3 separate regions of the Ovis aries genome follow, and all the other regions are linked to region 2. The links are chromatin contacts, called in public Hi-C maps. All regions are on one chromosome and are shown on one strand. Each heading gives the region's core, a stretch centred on a gene start, on an enhancer-like site or on the middle of the called end of the contact. The rest is flanking DNA. Distances are from core to core; before and after follow the strand shown. Region 1 overlaps APCDD1L (APC down-regulated 1 like). Region 2 holds the start of STX16 (syntaxin 16). Region 3 holds the start of GNAS (GNAS complex locus).

What was found. A called contact is a pair of places that touch in the nucleus more often than the background predicts.
Region 1: a contact with region 2 is called in a Hi-C map of tail adipose tissue, with 4 times the contacts expected there. The contact joins the enhancer-like site here to the promoter of STX16 in region 2. A contact is called at or near these places in 3 of 16 Hi-C or Micro-C datasets (hypothalamus and tail adipose tissue).
Region 3: a Hi-C map of tail adipose tissue shows a contact between it and region 2, with 2.4 times the contacts expected there. The contact joins the promoter of GNAS here to the promoter of STX16 in region 2. A contact is called at or near these places in 3 of 16 Hi-C or Micro-C datasets (hypothalamus and tail adipose tissue).

The regions. Positions count from the first base shown.
Region 1 is chr13:57,572,280-57,575,901 of ARS-UI_Ramb_v3.0, reverse strand. All of the region lies in intron 1 of APCDD1L (APC down-regulated 1 like), which reads right to left. Among named protein-coding and RNA genes, the nearest start is that of APCDD1L, 31 kb to the right of the region's middle. Within about 2 kb of position 1,756, at least 4 of the 54 cell types and tissues checked have an H3K27ac peak or open chromatin away from gene starts, as enhancers often do. A contact at or near this core is called in tail adipose tissue, where this site is marked.
Region 2 is chr13:57,405,306-57,409,014 of ARS-UI_Ramb_v3.0, reverse strand. It overlaps STX16 (syntaxin 16), which reads left to right and starts at 1,578. Exons shown (of 8, transcript XM_004014438.5): 1 at 1,578-2,397. The coding sequence starts at 2,317.
Region 3 is chr13:57,217,725-57,220,931 of ARS-UI_Ramb_v3.0, reverse strand. It overlaps GNAS (GNAS complex locus), which reads left to right and starts at 1,401. Exons shown (of 12, transcript XM_060396963.1): 1 at 1,401-2,525. The coding sequence starts at 2,483. It overlaps LOC101102411 (neuroendocrine secretory protein 55), which reads left to right and starts at 1,401. Exons shown (of 2, transcript XM_060396969.1): 1 at 1,401-2,525. The coding sequence starts at 1,758. The coding sequence ends at 2,483. It overlaps LOC105606221 (a long non-coding RNA gene), which reads right to left. Exons shown (of 4, transcript XR_009595953.1): 2 at 1-3,207.

The sequences.
Region 1 (3,622 bases), core at 507-3,006, 170 kb before region 2:
CAGTTAGATATTTTATACACTCTTTCAAACACAAGTCTTTGAAGTCGGGTGTACATTTACACTCCAGCACAGCTCAGTTTAGATGGGTCACATTTTAGGGCTCGGGGGCCATATGTGGCCAGTGGCTGCTGTACTGGATAGTACAGAGATGTCTGCATCAAATTTCACTGTATCAGAGGTTTTCAAGCTAGTTTCTGAAAACCAGAGATGTTTTATTCAGGAGAGAAGGGGAGACCCAGTAAGTGGGACCCTGGCCTCTCACCTTCTGTTTCAGCCCACGCCGGCCCCTCACCCTTTGCTCTGGTTTATGTCCTGGGAGGCTAATTAAGATCTGCTTTGAAAAAAGTGTTCTCTTGCTTAAGAAAAAAAATCTGAAACCCTCTGGTTTATTTCAAAATCCTGAGCTTGAGGTAATTCACCTAGAATGTCTGTACTTGGAAGCTTATGCACGTTTTCAATAAAAATCCCCACCCCAAAATAACCTCTCTTGATTAGAGGCGGCCGCCCTTTACACACTGAGAAATGCTGGCGTGCAACAGCACACAGAGGATGTTTGGCCAACAAGCTTCAGAAACCGGCTGTTGAGATGGCAGCCGTCACCACGTTGCTACAGCAAAAGACGTGCTTTGCAAGGCAGCCACGGCACAAAAGCCACGCAAGGTTTCCATTTAAACTCCCCTGAGAAGGTCACAGATTGACATGCGGTGACAGCACCAGCAAGTCACAGAAATATGAATACAAACTTAGAGAATTCTAAGGAGCCTAAACTTCCCCCTCTGTTGTGGACGGCCAGCCCTCACACCCCTCATATGGCCCTCATTTGGCCTTAATTGAATCTCATTATCCATCTGATCTGAGGGTCTTGCCTTCAAGGCCAGTGGGAAGGGGCGTTGTCGGGGAGGGGTTGGGCAAGATAGACTTTGTATTCTTGGGAAACTCAGAAATGGCATGCTCTAGAAAAAGGACACTCAGCTTCCCCAGCCCTGCAGCTCCCCAGGACTGAGAAATGTACCTGCCTTTGCATGGCGAGTTTGGAGAGTTTAAAGTTGTCCTGAGGGAGCAACTTTCTGCTCCCTCAGGACATGGTCCCTCCTGAGGGAGCAGAAATTCTGGAGGGATTCCCTAGCAGTAATCTGCCTAGGAAAACAGATTCTGAGCTTCTGAGATGCAGGAGGGCCTCAGACTCAGATGTCAGTGTGTTGAAAGGCTGTGGAAGGAACGTACTTGGTTTGTCACTATCTACCCTGTTTCCCATGAAAAGTTCGAGCCTGGGCTGGACCAAGTGATCGTTGGAAAAGGTGGACGTTATAGGTGCTGCTTGGAGAAGGCGACTGTTTTATTATGTTTGTGTTTCCAAAATTGAAAACATGTTGTCGAGAGGACTGGCTGACCACGTAGATCTCTCCCCAAGGCCTGTGTTGAGTGTTTCCTGCTAAGTGGAGAGAAAATGCAGAGATCATGGGATGGGAAGGGAAGGGGGGATTTGGGAGACAGAGTCTGGCCCACCAGGCCTGGCTCATCAGCCAGGTTTTTTTTTTTTTTTTTTTAATTTGTTTGTTTGCTTAGGAATGTTCCAGCACGAAAACCGTTCCCATCAAAACTCCCTGAGCCCCATGATAATGCTAATCACTCCTCTCTCTGGCCGGGTCTTCTACCCGGATGAAAACTGGGAATTCCCAGCCAAGGTCCAGCAGCTTCCAAACAGCCAAGGCGTCCGGATGATTCATGGGAGCTTTTCCTCTTTCACCCAGATGTTCTGGTGTCTTGGACACATGTCCTCCTGAGCTCGACTTGAGTGCCTGTGTTCCCAGATCTGCACGTTGGCCCTGTAGATATTCATAATTTATACCAAATTTCCTGCTTCACCCTCACCAGCACCTGCCTTCTCTCAGGGAAAAGTGGCTGACGACCCCAGGAAGAGAATGCCTGACATTTGGCCCAGAGCCTCTGGGGTGGGGTTGTCCCAGCCACTGCTGGGTGACTGCAGTGGGGAGCGAAGGGTCTTCCCAGGTGCCGATAATGGTAAAGAACCCACCTGCCAATGCAGGAGACATGAGATGTGAGTCCCATCCCTGGGTTGGGAAGATCCCCTGGAGGAGGAAATGGCAATTCGGTGATCTTGCCTGGAGAATCCCAGGGACAGAGGAGCCTGGCAGGCTACAGTCTATGGGGTCACAAAGAGCCGGACATGACTGGGCATGCATGCAGCAGATACCAAATTTGGTCCATACTCTCCACAGATACCAAATTTCAGCCCTGTGCTTTGAGGGGAGTAATAAGTGGCATGGGGTGGGGTGCTGGAGCGTGAGATCTCTCCCGGCTTCTGAACCTGCCTGGGTCTCACCGAGCATTCTAGCGCTGCCCTGAGGGCTGTAGTTACAAGTCAGTGTTTGCGAAACAGAACGTGTGTCTAGAAGTCTCCAGTTGCATCGAATCCTTGTTCGCTCTCCTGGCAGAAGACTGAAGGTTCCATTGTTCTATAGGACAGGAATTTGGCAAGGCAATCACAAGGCTTTGACATGTTCAGTAAGAAAGAAGACGTTGTGTCCTCGGCCGTGAAGACTCCCGCAAAGAGGCTCAGGACAAAGGACCTTGGGGAGGCACCTTGGGAAGCTTGGTTGTCCACCAGGTCTTGCCTGGAGGGGCCAAGAGTCCTCCTGTCTCACGGAAATAGTTAGGTTTCGAGGAGAGAGGAATGGAGACTGTTGGTCGCCTCTTGGGTGCCTTTGGGTCTGAGAGCGGTGCGGAGGTGTGGGGGGGTCCCGGGTCGCAGCCCCCGGCGTTGGGGGAAGTACACCACGTACGGGGCTGTTCTTGGAAGTGTCCACAAGGGGGCCCTCTTGAGCTTTGGTTGGGGCGGTTGGGCGGCCTCGGTTGAAACCCAGCACCGTCTCCTCCAGCCTTGGCGTTCAGCCGAGGGCCAGGGACTCTCTCCGCCCACCTTGGCGCTGGTGGAGAAGGAGCCCTTGGAAGGCCGACTAGGGGGCCCATGCCTTCTTCCACGTGGGGGAATCTTGGGCTCCACTCCTACCAAGAACTCATTTGCAGACCCAAGGGTGAGGGTCACGGGGTCACCAAGCTTGGCCTCCTTTGGAAGAAGTTTGCAAGGCAGAACAAACGCTCCAACTTGGAACCGTGAGAAAGGGGTCCGGGAAGCTTCATAAACAATCAAACAAACCATCCCAGCTCCTCTCGGCCTTTCCCCAAAGACGCACATGGGAGGGCCTTTGGGTCAGCCAAGCTGGGAAGCATGGAGATTTTAAATGCAAGAAAATTATTGCAATTTAAGAAGTCAATTTTTCTTACATTGTGTTGAGATGGAGTTCATGGTCTCTTCCATACATTCAAAATCAGGAATTTCCCGGGGGTGTAGTTTTGTGAGAAAACCTACATCATGTTTTGAAAAACCCATTTTGTTAGGCATTACCAGATTTTATTTTTTAAAAGAAATGGTAATATTTAATTACTGCATTATTTTACTGTCTAGAAAATTAATGTGCTTTCAGAGTTTCAGGAGAAAGGTGAGCTGTAAGTCCGAACCCTATTTTTAAATTACCATACAAATAGAATCCCAAAGACGACGTAAATATTGGCTTAAGAGTTGCAGGCAAGGCACAGGAAA
Region 2 (3,709 bases), core at 329-2,828:
CAGTAATTTTTAGTAACACAACAGATGCACAGAAACGTTCTCCTTTAGAAAACAAAATTATATGTATATATTTGTATGTATGTATGTATAGGGTGCCTCCAGCGACACGGCGAAACCCGGCGAGACCCTCGCCCTGCGCCCCGCGGGTGCTGCTGACATTCGCGCGCGGGTCTCCGCGCCGGCCCGGCTGCCGCCCTTTGTGAGCGCGGACACCGGCTTTGTGTTTCCCGTGTTTGCTATCTTTCCTTTGCAAACTCGGCGCTTAGCACGGGGGAGACGCTAGGAAAATGCACGTGTGTGTGTAAAGTTTGTTTCATGCAGAAACAATTGCAGGGATCGGGCCGTTCCCGGGTGCCGGGCGATTTTCCTTTGTTAAGACCACACTCTCGAGTGCGGCTCGGCGGCCCCACGGTGGTCCCCGCTCGCCCCGGGAAAAGGAACCCGGTGCCGCCCCAGCCCCGAGCCCCTTGGGAGGCGCGGTTGCCCGACTCCACGACCCCGACCCACTCGGGTCCGCACGCCCGGCCCAAGCTGTTTCTGGCTCGGGCTTCGGCCTCTGGGCGCTGGGCTGGGGGGGGCGGGGGGGACGGGGAGGTGACCTCGTGCGGCCAGTAGGGTGGCCTCCTACGGCCCGTGGCGTGGGCCGGGGCAGGACACCCCTCAGGACTCGGGCCTCGCTCGTGGGGCGATCACCTGGCCCCCTGCTTGCCGCGCTCGGGCTCGGGCGACTCGATTCCAATGCGCCCCGGCTCAGCCTCTGCCCAAATTCCGCCAACCCGAGTCCGCAACCAAGTGCTGGGGTGGCGGGGGGCTTCCCGACCCCATTCCAGGGCGGGAAAGCGGCCTAGGGGTGTGGGGCGCGCGGGCCCACTAGGCAGGGAGAAGTGGTTGGGGGCGGGGGGCTGTCAAAGTTTCGGGAACTTTTCCACTTGAGATTGTACAACCCTGCAGTGCCCCCTACAGAACGCGGCAGCCGGGCAGGTCCCCACGACCCCCCGACTGCGGGCGGCGGCACGGCCCAGGCGGCCTGCAGCTCTAGCTGGAGCTTTTGCTTTTTTTTTTTTTTTTCCTCTCCTGCTTGTTTTCCTGATACTTTTTTTTTTTTTTTCAGATTTGGGGGAACAAAAAAAAAAAGCGAGCGCGAGCCGCCGCCTGCAGTGGAGCGTGCTCGGCCTCCAAGAGGCAGTCGTCTCCAACTTTTCCTCTCCCGCCCCAACTCCGCGCGTCTCAAACTTCGGTTCTGCTGGAGCCCAAATCTGCCTGCCTCTCGACTCCACTCTAATAAGCGCGCCAAGGCCCCTGGCAGTTGTTTGTAACGTGAGGGCCACGTTCTCGAGGCTCAGGCCAGCCCGAAGGCCCACTCTCAGCGCCTGGGCCCAGTTGGCAAGGGGGAACCTAGCGTCCCGGCTGCACCCCGGGAGAGGGCGGAGCGCTCCCATGACCCGGGGCAGGGGGGTAGGGATCTCCCGCGCCCGGAACGTTGCGAGCAAGGCTTGTGAACGTCGCAGGGGGGCACTCTCGAGAGACGGACAGGAAGAGGGCCAGGGGGGAACGCCAGAACCCGGGACCCAGAGCACGGAAACGGCCCTGGGGCTGAGCAGCAGTCAGATCCGGGGATGGAGGGAGCCGAAGAAGAGGAGTGAGGAGGCCGTGGAGGCAGGCTCTGCTGCCCTCCTGGAGGCCGGCAGCCTGCTGTGGCAGTGGAGGACCAGGCCACCCATAAAGGGAAGGGGTCAGGAGGTCGGGGCCCCGGCCTTAGAGGGCTCAGACCAGGCCCCAGCAGGAAGCAGCAGGCGTTCAGGGCCCAGGCCTGGTTCGATTGTCCAAAAAGGGGCCTCAAGCAGGCCTCTCAGGCCTCTGGAGGGCAAACTGAGCCAGAGGCAGGCCTGAAAGCACGGCCCAGACGCGTGTGAGCCAAGTTAGACATGAGGCTCGGGCCCTAGGGGGTGTGAGAGACTGATGTGGTAGGGGGCTTCCGAGTCTTCCAGTCCAAAGCCGGATTGGCCAGTTAGACGCTTGTAGATCCAAGGTTGGATTGGGGAGGGGTCTCTGGGAAGTTGGCTAGCAACGCAAGGATTGGGGGGATTTGAGTGCTTAGAGATCGAAGGCAGGCCCTGGGTAGGGGGAGTCAGACAATTGGAAAGCCGAGGTGTTAGCTGGGGAGGGGTCTTTGCGCTTGGAGGAAGCACAGAGCAGCACCTGCTCGGCTGCAGGCCTGAGAAGGGAACCAGGCCAGGCCAAGAGAAAGAAAGTGAATAAACCTGGATTCTTAAGTGGGCGGGGGGCCCCTGAGCTGGGGGTCACAAAGGGTGAGACATGGCCACGAGGCGTTTAACCGACGCTTTCTTGTTGTTGCGGAATAATTCCATCCAAAACCGGCAGCTGTTAGCCGAGCAAGTGAGTAGTCACACCACCTCCAGCCCTCTGCATTCACGTAGCATTGCTGCGGTGAGTCTCCAGGCGGCCTCTCCGACACACGCCCTGTGTGCACTGCGGCTCTGCCTGTCTGTCTGTCTGTGTCTGTCTCTCTGTTTAAAAAAGAAAATAAGACTAGCATGGAAGTGCGGGGTCTATTGGCTGGGGTCCGCGAGCTTCGATAACCCTGGCTGGGGAAGAAGCATCTAGATCCTGCTCCACCTCTGCCTTGCACGCTCTCTTCACTTCCGCATCCCTCTCCGTCCTCCCCCTTCCACCCCCCCGGTTGTCCCCGCGCGACCGGCGCCTTCAATTTACATATGTTTTAGCACTGAGATTTGGAGGCTTTTTTTCCTGAAGCCTTTTTGTTCCGTTTTGTTTTAAGCGCCCCCCTCCTTCCCCCGTCCGCCCCCGCAGACAGCCTCACTTTGGTTCTGATGGTCGGTTTGCAGGCTGGCAGATCCAAATCCTTGCAAATGAACGATGCCTTCCTCGCTAGAGAGGAAGGAGTTGGGTGTTTTTTTTTTGGGGGGGGGGGTGTTCTTTTTTTTTAAATGGTCTCGAAGCCCTCTGTGTGCCCGTGTTCCCTGTGAATAATTGCTTTGCTGTTTTTCATGGGGGTTCTTGTTTGTGAGGCTGTAAGGTGCTTGCTTCTTCGTTTTCTATTTCCCAGACAGGAAATAAAGCTCTTTCTTCCATAGGAACTTTTTAATTCGAACGTGATGTGTATGTGAAAATTAACCCCCCAAATAGCCCACGATTTTGATTTAATTAACCTGAACCTTTCTTTAGCCCAGCTGTAGAATCTCTTAGAGGGAGGGCCTGGAAGGATGACTGTTGTTTTCCTGTTTGTTTATGATGAAGGGCTACTTTCCCGTCCAAACCTCAGTCTCTTGCTCTGTTGAACAAGGAAATGGGTGCAGATGGTCTAAACAAGAGGGTGATGATGAGCTCTGGGTAGCCTAAATTGAAAAGTTATGAAACTAATTTGTAAGGGGGGGGCTCCTGGCTGTAGACAGGTTGGGTTTGAATAGAAGCAGCATTGGGGGGAGAGTAAAATCACCCCAAGACTAGATTCTTGGGGTTTATGCTTGACAATAAGCAGTTTGGGGGCTCTCACACTTACTTCACCTGTTAGGGACTATATTCCTTTTAAATTTTTTATGACTTGATCTAAATGCTTCACAAAAAAATTGGCCATCTGTCTTGATTATTGACAGAACACCTACAAAAACAGTGTCTCCTTTTTGTTAATCACAAAAGGAAAATGTATTTGTCCATCTTGCTTACGTAA
Region 3 (3,207 bases), core at 152-2,651, 190 kb after region 2:
CCTGTGCCACCTGGAAGCTTGCTGGTTGCAGGATTTGAGGAAGCTTGCAGACTTGAGGAAGATGGTTTTGCTGAGCTGTACCACTGGTGGACCTGTCACTAGGGCAAAAGGGATGCTCCGTATTTGAATAAGGTGGGCAGAAGCAGCAGTCAAGTTGCAACTGGAACCCCTGAGCTTCCAAAGTACCACCCTTTCCCGAGCAAGGACCACTCCAGGGACCCCCTCCAGGAGAACACGGAGCTCATTTGATTTTCCAGGGCCAAGAGATGGTCTCATCTCCTTTGGGGTTCAACGGTATGACCTAGGGGGTCTAGCTGTCCCCTAGCCTTAATACTCTGGTTGACCCAATAAATTTTCTCATACCGTAGAATGCATACTCGATTAAACAATGCTGATGGGTAAGGAGTGAGTCCTAAGTGGTTTAATGCTCTGATTAACATAAGATTAGCCCTAAAGATTCTCTCCTTAATATAAGATTGCCTTTCCTTTCCTCTTCTTCCTACTCTAGCATCTTCAGCACCTAGAACAGAGGTTGGCAAGAGCTAGGCATTCAATATTTGATGAATAACCGCACTTTGTTGAAAACCTGTTTATGAAAAGATCTGTGAACGGTACCCGGCGGTTTCCTTGATAGCCGGACGCCCTGCAGCGCCCTCCAGGGTCGGCGAACTGGTTTGCACGTACTGAACATCAGCACAGATCTTCCTTGAGGGATGTTCTGGGCAAAGAGAGACTTTCAGCCCGCGTTCTCAGCTAGAGCTCAGGGTGGCCCACCAACGGGTTTGGGGACGTGTAAACCATCACTTCGTCTGTCTGTGGTTGTCCTTCTTAGCGAATCCGTAATTAATTAGTCGCTTCAGACCTGGGGGGAAAGGACTGGAAACGTCTCAAATTACAGTCTCTAGACGAGATCTGCGATTAATGACTGCCTGAGATTACCCTTTTCCAACTATAATATTAAGCCCTTGGAAAATGCCCTGGACTGGATAGTTTAATACTGATGTACAGACGCTCATTCCTCCAGAATACAGAATATCTGCAAATTTTTTAGCTGCTTCAGGCTTTGTTCAGTTTATCAATAACCCTGGAGAAGCTGGGGAGGGGTCCGGACACCATGGAGAACCCATGCCCCGCTGCGCAAACACTCTAACCTGTGGCTCGCTGGCTGGCTGGCTCGCTCGCCCCATGGCACACGCCTGGTTCCCCCGCCGCTCGCGTCCTTCAAAACCTTTCAAACAAGGTTCCCTCCTGCCACCTGCCGGTCCACTAGGGTCTGAGCCTCGGCTCCGCGCCACCGCGCAGCGCGCGGGGACCCGCCCCCGCCTCCCTACTGCACATGCCCGGCAGAAGTCCGGGCGCGCAACTTTGCAGAACCTCTCAGCCCCGTCTGTCTTCGCCTCAGTCTCCTCTTTCCTCTCCCAGGCGAGAGGACCAGCGGAGGCACCTCTTCGGAGTCTTAGGCTACAGAGTCTAAGACTTAGAGAGAGGGGCCCCGGAGGAGACGGACTTTCCCACCCCTTTTCCCATCCTTTCTTTATGCCCAGAGAGGCAAGCAGAGGCGCGGAGCTTTAGAAAGTTGAGTGGTCAGGAAGGTAGGTGCTTCCCTTTTTCCCCTCGAGCCGAGGTGGGGCTGGGACCGCCGGACCCAGCTTCTTCCCTCGCGAGGAGCACCTTTTTCGGCTCTAGCGGCCGATGCGCTTCGGAGCTGCTCTCTGCAGAGCCAGAGGGTGGGTCGGATTCGCCGAGTGTGCGTGAGGATGGATCGTAGATCCCGACCTCAGCTAGGGCGCCGAGCTCGCCACAATTACAACGATCTGTGCCCACCCATAGGCCGCCGGGCAGCCACAGCGCTCCTCTGGCTCTCCTGCTCCATCGCGCTCCTCCGCGCCCTTGCCACCTCCAGCACCCGCGCCCAGCAGCGCGCGGCTGCCCAGCGCCGGAGCTTCCTGAACGCCCACCACCGCTCTGCAGCCCAGGTATTCCCCGAGCCCCCTGAATCTGACCACGAGGACACAGACCTCGAGCCCTCCCTTCCCGAGTGCCCAGAGTACCAGGAAGAAGAGTTCGACTACGAATCCGAGACCGAGTCCGAGTCTGAAATCGAGTCCGAGACCGAATTCGAGACCGAGTCTGACACAGCCCCCACCACTGAGCCGGAGACCGAGCCCGAGGACGAGCGGGGCCCCGTGGTGCCCAAGCGCCCCACCTTCCACCAATCTCTCACCGAGCGTCTCAGCGCCCTGAGGCTGCGGAGCCCCGACGCCTCCCCGAGTCGTGCGCCGCCCAGTACTCAGGAGTCTGAGAGCCCCAGACAACGGGAAGAGCCCGAGGACAAGGATCCGAGGGACCCCGAAGAGTCTGAGGAGCCAAAGGAGGAGGAGAAGGAGCAGCAGCGTCGCTGCAAGCCGAAGAAGCCCACCCGCCGCGACCCATCCCCCGAGTCCCCTTCCAAAAGGGGGCCCATCCCCATCCGGCGTCACTAATGGAAGACGCGCCCCGGATTCTCCTTGTGTTCTTTGACCCAGGTTGGTTGCCCACTGCTAAACTGGGGAGTCTGGGGTCGGTGCAGGACCGGCGGGAGGAAGGGAGGGAGGAAAAGCAGGTTAGAGGGGAAGCGGGAAGAGAGCGGGCTCAGTGAGCCAGCCCGGGAGGGGCAGGGGCACAGAACCAACTGGGAAGGGCTCCCCAGATCTCCCCCAGGGTGCCGGTGGGCGCCTAGGTGGCCAAACGCTTGTTGGACGGTGGGGCGTCTTTGCGTTCCTCTGGAAACAGCCAGAGGTCTCCGAGCTGGCGTCCAGGACCCGCGCAACTGAATCCCGGGCGCACCCCAGGTTTCGAGCTGTACACCCAGAAGGCACGGGTAAGTCACTTATTTTATGCGCTTTTTCCCCTTCTAGAGAAACTAGTCTCAAACCAGTTGGCCACGGCGGGTGCCAAAAACGTGGCTCAGAAGTGCTCGCGCCAACTTTCGGAAAGCAGAGCCACCGCGCTGTAGCGACACTGTTGCAATGTGCGAAAAGTAACCTGGCAGGGATTGGGTGAGAACTCCGGAGACTTGCCCGCTCCCGGAAAGTCTCTCGCGCGCGCGGCGCTTAAGGCACTTGGAGCCTGGAGCCCAGGACCCTTTGCTGCCAATTTGCAGCCGCGGGGCCTCGGCGCCAGTGCCCCTCGCGGCTGTGCGCCAGTCCTGGCCGCCACCGCCCGTCC